Linked DNA regions of Rattus norvegicus: region 1 is linked to region 2. Evidence: chromatin contacts called from public Hi-C data. All regions are on one chromosome and are shown on one strand. Each heading gives the region's core, a stretch centred on a gene start, on an enhancer-like site or on the middle of the called end of the contact. The rest is flanking DNA. Distances are from core to core; before and after follow the strand shown.

Evidence for each region. A called contact is a pair of places that touch in the nucleus more often than the background predicts.
Region 1: a contact with region 2 is called in a Hi-C map of liver, with 2.3 times the contacts expected there. The contact joins two enhancer-like sites. A contact is called at or near these places in 2 of 12 Hi-C or Micro-C datasets (liver and mammary epithelial cells).

What each region holds. Positions count from the first base shown.
Region 1 is chr9:109,944,924-109,947,736 of GRCr8, reverse strand. All of the region lies in intron 1 of Efna5 (ephrin A5), which reads left to right. It overlaps LOC120094759 (a long non-coding RNA gene), which reads right to left. Exons shown (of 4, transcript XR_010054892.1): 4 at 2,390-2,813. Among named protein-coding and RNA genes, the nearest start is that of Efna5, 96 kb to the left of the region's middle. Within about 2 kb of position 1,281, at least 27 of the 93 cell types and tissues checked have an H3K27ac peak or open chromatin away from gene starts, as enhancers often do.
Region 2 is chr9:109,559,599-109,562,304 of GRCr8, reverse strand. No RefSeq gene overlaps it. Among named protein-coding and RNA genes, the nearest start is that of Efna5, 480 kb to the left of the region's middle. Within about 2 kb of position 1,329, at least 1 of the 93 cell types and tissues checked has an H3K27ac peak or open chromatin away from gene starts, as enhancers often do.

The DNA.
Region 1 (2,813 bases), core at 32-2,531, 390 kb before region 2:
ACGTTTCTGTCAGGAGTGCAGAGACCTGTGTGCCTCTACAAACAGGTTTCTTTGTGGTAGTCTCGGTGCCAGGCACCGGCTGAATCCCGCTGCAGGTTTCCTTGGGTAACTAGCTCAAATGGGCAGCAGTGAGTTTAAACACAAGCCCCAGATTAGAAAGCATTTTCAACCCAGGGCGTTTTCCTGGAATTTTTTTGGGGGAGAGGGGAGGCGACAGTGTGCTGATGTTATGAAACATTTGCTTTATTTTGTAAGAGGCCAAACAGAATGAAATGGGTGAGAGGGAAGCAGAGACTCTGGAAGGGCAGCTCATTAAAAAAAAAAAAAAAAGTCTGTGCTCCTAGCAGCTCACACAGAAGTGGGGTGGGGGGTGGGGGTGGGACCGTGGGAAGGCAAGGCTGACTCTAGGCCACTCTCTGGCAAGGCGCTCTGTCTCATGTTCGAATGTGTTTTAATCCTAGGCTGCTCTGTCATGTGCTCGGGACCTTAAGTAATTACTATTAAGAATGTCACGGTAAACCGGAGCCATTAGAAGGATAGTGGAGATTTAGTCCCACAGTCAAGTGCTATAAACATGTGAGTGTAATTTAGGAATCCTTTCTGTGGCTGGGCCCGGCAACATGGCCTCTTTCCTCCCAGGCTTCCAACTTCTCACCTGCAAAGCAGCAATCAGCCTAGTCATTCTTTCCAGCCGCCTTGTAATTTATCAGACGGCAGAGAACCGTGACGGAGGTAGATTGTGGTTGGGGCGGCGACCCGCACCTTTTGCTCTTTTTGTGTGCTGTGTGCTGTGCGCTGGACTCGCCCACCTAGCCCTGCCCGGTTCTCTGTGCTGTGCAAGCACTTCTAAGCCTGCTCTGTAGAGACCAAGAGGCGGAGTTCAGAGTGGCGGCCAGCAGGGGGTGCCCTTGCCAGATAAGAACAGGTTTTTTTTTTTTTTTTCCTTTTCCTTTTTCTTCAATACCAGCACAGCACACATCACATACTCTGCTATCCTGTCCTTTTTAAATTAATTTGGCTCAAGGTTCGACCCCAGAAACATTTTGCTTTGTGCTCCAGCTCCCGGGCCACACCTGTCTGACAAGTCCGTTCACATCACTGTTTTCCGTTTCCGGCACCTTAGCTGCCAGATGGTCACCTTTTACTTAGAAACTGGAGAGTGGTTTTCTTTCTCTCCTTCTGTATCACAGGTCAAGCTGAAGGGCACAGTCACCTGCAGGGAACAGGACCCAGTGTGTTACACTGAGCATTTGGCTGTTTTACATGACCTCACCATAGAGGAATGTCTCTCCAAGGGAAGGAAAAACCTGTTTCGTTAGAGCGACCCACAACTTTGTTTTTCTCTCTCCTCAGGGTGACAGTCTTTTGGCTCCTACCAGTGGGTATACACTGGAAAAGTGAGAAAAGAGTCTGAAAACTCCATGGGTGGACGGTTGTTCATCCTTTCGACTTCTCGTTGGAAGGGCTGTGTCTGATTCCCTGGGTGACTCAGTATTTCAGACAATCTAAACCTGTGTGGTTAGCACATTGGCGCTCTCTCTCTCTCTCTCTCTCTCTCTCTCTCTCTCTCTCTCTCTCTCTCTCTCTCTCTCTCTCTCTCTCTCTCTCTCTCTCTCTGCACGTGGTGAGTAAGTGGTAGATGATAGTCTATCGGGGTGGCGACTAGAGGAAGCATTTTGTTACTTCAAAGCTTGGTTTGGATGAACTTGGTGCCTGGACTTTATTGGATAAAGCTCTCCCAGCCAGCCCAGCCGTCTGCACGGGAAGAGTTCCCAGCATGCACTGGGGCTTGTTACCAGATGCCATGCTCTATCAGGAGAGCCTTTTCTTGACTGCCTGAGCCACTAGGTTCCTGTGCCCTCTGCTCTGCTGGATGACAAGCTCCCCCCCCCCCCCGGGAGCCCCTGCACTAGAACGAGTCCCACTCTGGCTGAGGCGGAATGGGGAGCAGAACCCGCAGCCGGTACTGCTGCAATAGGCTTTAGTCTGTGAGCCCTCCTCTGCACCCTGTCCTCTGCTTGTGGGTCCCAGTTCTCTGTTAGTCCTCAGACAACCATGGCTCCTGAATCACTGCTTCCTGTTTCACACCTAAAAGGGGAAGGCCTTTCCAACAGGTATTTACCGCCAAGGCAGCAGTGGGGACTCACTGAGGATCTCAGCCACGCGAAACTCAGGGGGTTCTCAGGACTCTGTGTGCAGTGCGTTATTCGGATGTTCAGCAGTTGGCAGTTGTTCAAGGACAGGAGGTTTTGCGTTTCAGCCCCTTACTGGTCTTTAGCCTTTTCAGCATCCAAAGAGAGAGCCACAACTCCTGTGTCTGTTTGGTTCTAGTCTGCTCACATGAAGGTTAAGCTAGTCATATGTGTTCAAAGGAAGACCTCAAAATTAGTTTAAAAAAATGAATGGCATTTATTTCCTGTCCCGTCACCCAGCTACTAACAGAGTCCTTTAAGGTCCGCTTCTCAAACTCTTTTCGTTTTAGAAGTCATCTTTAGACGATGTCTTTGCCTAAGCCTCATTGTTCATGAATTATATTGTGAGTCCATTTGGACACCGACCAGGAACTTGGTATAATTGCTCCCATGCAAGTAACAGCTTTCTCTGGGTATTAATTAGTTGATAGGGGGATTAGGGTGGTTACAGGAAAGGCATTGCTGCTCCCCACCCCTCACCCCCGAAAGGCTAGGCCAGGTGGGTGCCAGGGCTTCCTTAGATTCCATTTGCTCAGCTTGTTCCCTTGGTAAAGGCACAGAATTTGAATAGCAGCGAGACGTCCTGCGGCAGAACAACACAGGATCATTCGGATTCACTGC
Region 2 (2,706 bases), core at 80-2,579:
CTGGCTTTAAAACGCTGAGTAGCAAGTGGACACACTGGGACGCGTATAGCGAGGATATCTGTCTGTGTAGGTAGTCGCTGGCAGTGCGTTTTGTTAGCTATACTTAATTGAGATGTAGAAAAGCACCAGCATTTTTCTTTATAATAATCTTGTTATGTTTGTGGGATTAATAAATGTAACCAACAACAGCATTTTCTCTCAGAGCAGAATAATTAGTTGACATTAGCTAGAGGGAAAGAATGGTTCCTGATGGTAAAATGTGGACCAACAGGCTGATTAAGATCAATATAAATAAGAAGGATCCCAACAAAGCAAAACTGGAAGGATAACTGCCCTAGTAAGGGGCAACTCTGAGGCACAGTGAATCCGTGCGTGTAAATCCAGATAGGATTCTTTTCCTTTAAGATGATAATGATGATGATAACACAGTTTGTGATGTGATAAATCAGAAGTCAGTAAAATAATCTGAGTGTTCTTTCCCTTGTAACTCAGGAGACATGTCAATGCCTTGGAAGAAAAACTTACGATCATATATACCCTTTGACGTAAAGAAGGGAAATTCAACCTTCTGAGGGAAGTTTTAAGAACAAGAGTTAGTTTGCTCTGAAAGAGATGGAGAAGACCGAATCTTGTGATTAACGATCTCCTTCAGAAGCCAATTCTCCGTCCTCCCCAGTCATCATGGCTTCTTGAAGGTGGCCCATGTTCCAGCGGATCATCTCACATCCATGCACACACAGGCAGCAATGACTGGACCCAGCAGCGTACACAGGGAAACAAATGTAACAGGGTATGAAGTGGAGAGGGTGAGGTAGGCGGTGCTTTGCAAGAGTTGAAGGAGGGGTGAGGGAAAAGATATGACCCCAACCCAGTGTAGAAGTATATAAAATCCTAAAGAACAGGTGACATTTAAAATAGTGTAAGAAAATCAGTATAGCAAGCAATGTTCTTTCCTATTTTGCTTCAGTGAAAGCAAGGGAGAGTAAAACGTGTCTTAACAAAGTTGTTCCATTTAGACTCCAAGCTGAAGTTGTTTAGGAGAACTATTCCTGAGGGAAGGAATTGGGAGAGAGATTTAAAGTGTAATAGCACACACAGAATCTGCGAATATATCTTGTGAGCATTGGGAAGGTCATGGTGGTGTTCACCGTTTCTCAACCTAGAACCCTGTGATTCAGCCTCCTTGGAGACAGCATGGGTCCCCGAGGATCTAGCAATTGCCACGAGGAGAAGTTCCCTCGGGGCTAAAGGTAGGAGCTCTGGAAAGGCTGGTGACCTGCCTGATGGCAGGTAAACATCCTGTTGGAGGACTGCCACCTGGACAATGAAAAAGGGACATGACTGAAAGGATCAGTTGGGCAGCCACAAATCCAGGAACCATAAAACAATGCCCTGTCTCAAGTCTCAGCCGTGACTATGAAGTCATCTTTGGCTTACACCAGATAGCGCTTGTTTCTTCCTTCTGACACTGATAGAGCTATTTACCATGTAAAGTTTAAATTCCTATTGTGACACATAGGCACAGTACGAACTTAGGCATTTTTAAGATTTTTAAACAGAGTTTAGTAATATTCACTTCATTCTCATTGTTCTGCTACCGTCTTTAGAACAGTTTTATTTCTGTACAGTAGGACTCTCTAGCCACAGAACAATGACTCCTGATTCCCCTCCCCCCATAGAGTGTTTCATAATTAATCATAGTGGGAAGCAGTGCATAAGAAGACACGTAGTACTAGGTTTTGTGAGGAAGAAAATTTAATTATGATCATTCTACCTTAGAGGAAATTTGTGGCGATCTATCTACTTGCAGAAAAGGGTTAATTATGACTACGGGTTCTGGAGTGGAAGAGAACGATACATCCTAATTTGAAAGAATGTTAGTGTTTTTTAAAAAAGCATTTGAACATAGAGAGGCAATTCTGCCCTGACCTTAATACTCAGGCACAACGGAAACGACAAGCTTTGGCTGGCAATATTTTAAAATATTTTATTTTTGTCTTTTACACATATGTGTATTTTGCTTGCATATCATATCAATGTGCCACGTGTTGGCAGGGCCATAAAGTCCAGAAGGAGTCAGATCACCTAGAGTTACACTTGTAAGCTATCATGTGAGTGTTAGGAATTGTACCTGGATCCTCTGGAAGAGCAACCAGGGTTCTTAACTGCTGACTCCTCTCTCCAGCCCCAGCAATATTTTCTCATCCATAACTATAAGGTTAGTAGACTGAACTGTAGTTTCAAGCATATGATTTAAAATGTGGTTAGGAATTATACTGGTATAGTAAAATGTTATAGTGTAATAGTGTTAGAGTCCATGACCTCTAATCTAGGGTAGTTGGCTAGCTGTGCTTTCCTTCCTGATGAGCCAGGCTTAAGTCTTATTAGACAGCCTTTGGTTACCATGAACATATGAGTGGCACTGATGTATTTTTAGGCATGGTTTGTAGTGCTGGCCATTGTAGTTCATAGCTATTACAGCTGGTTAGGGTATGAATTGCTTCCTCCCTTGAAAGCTTGCATGGTCCTCTCCTATACCTTGGAACACACAGAAGACTTTCAGGTTAGATACAGCTGAAAGCATCTGAGCCCTTTTCCCTGAGTGTGTAATCTTTTCAGTAGTAAGGACTTCCCTTCAACCTCTGAAAGACAACCAAGTTGTAGCAGCCATAGCCTATATTATTTTGGGAGTTCCTTGGGCTACCC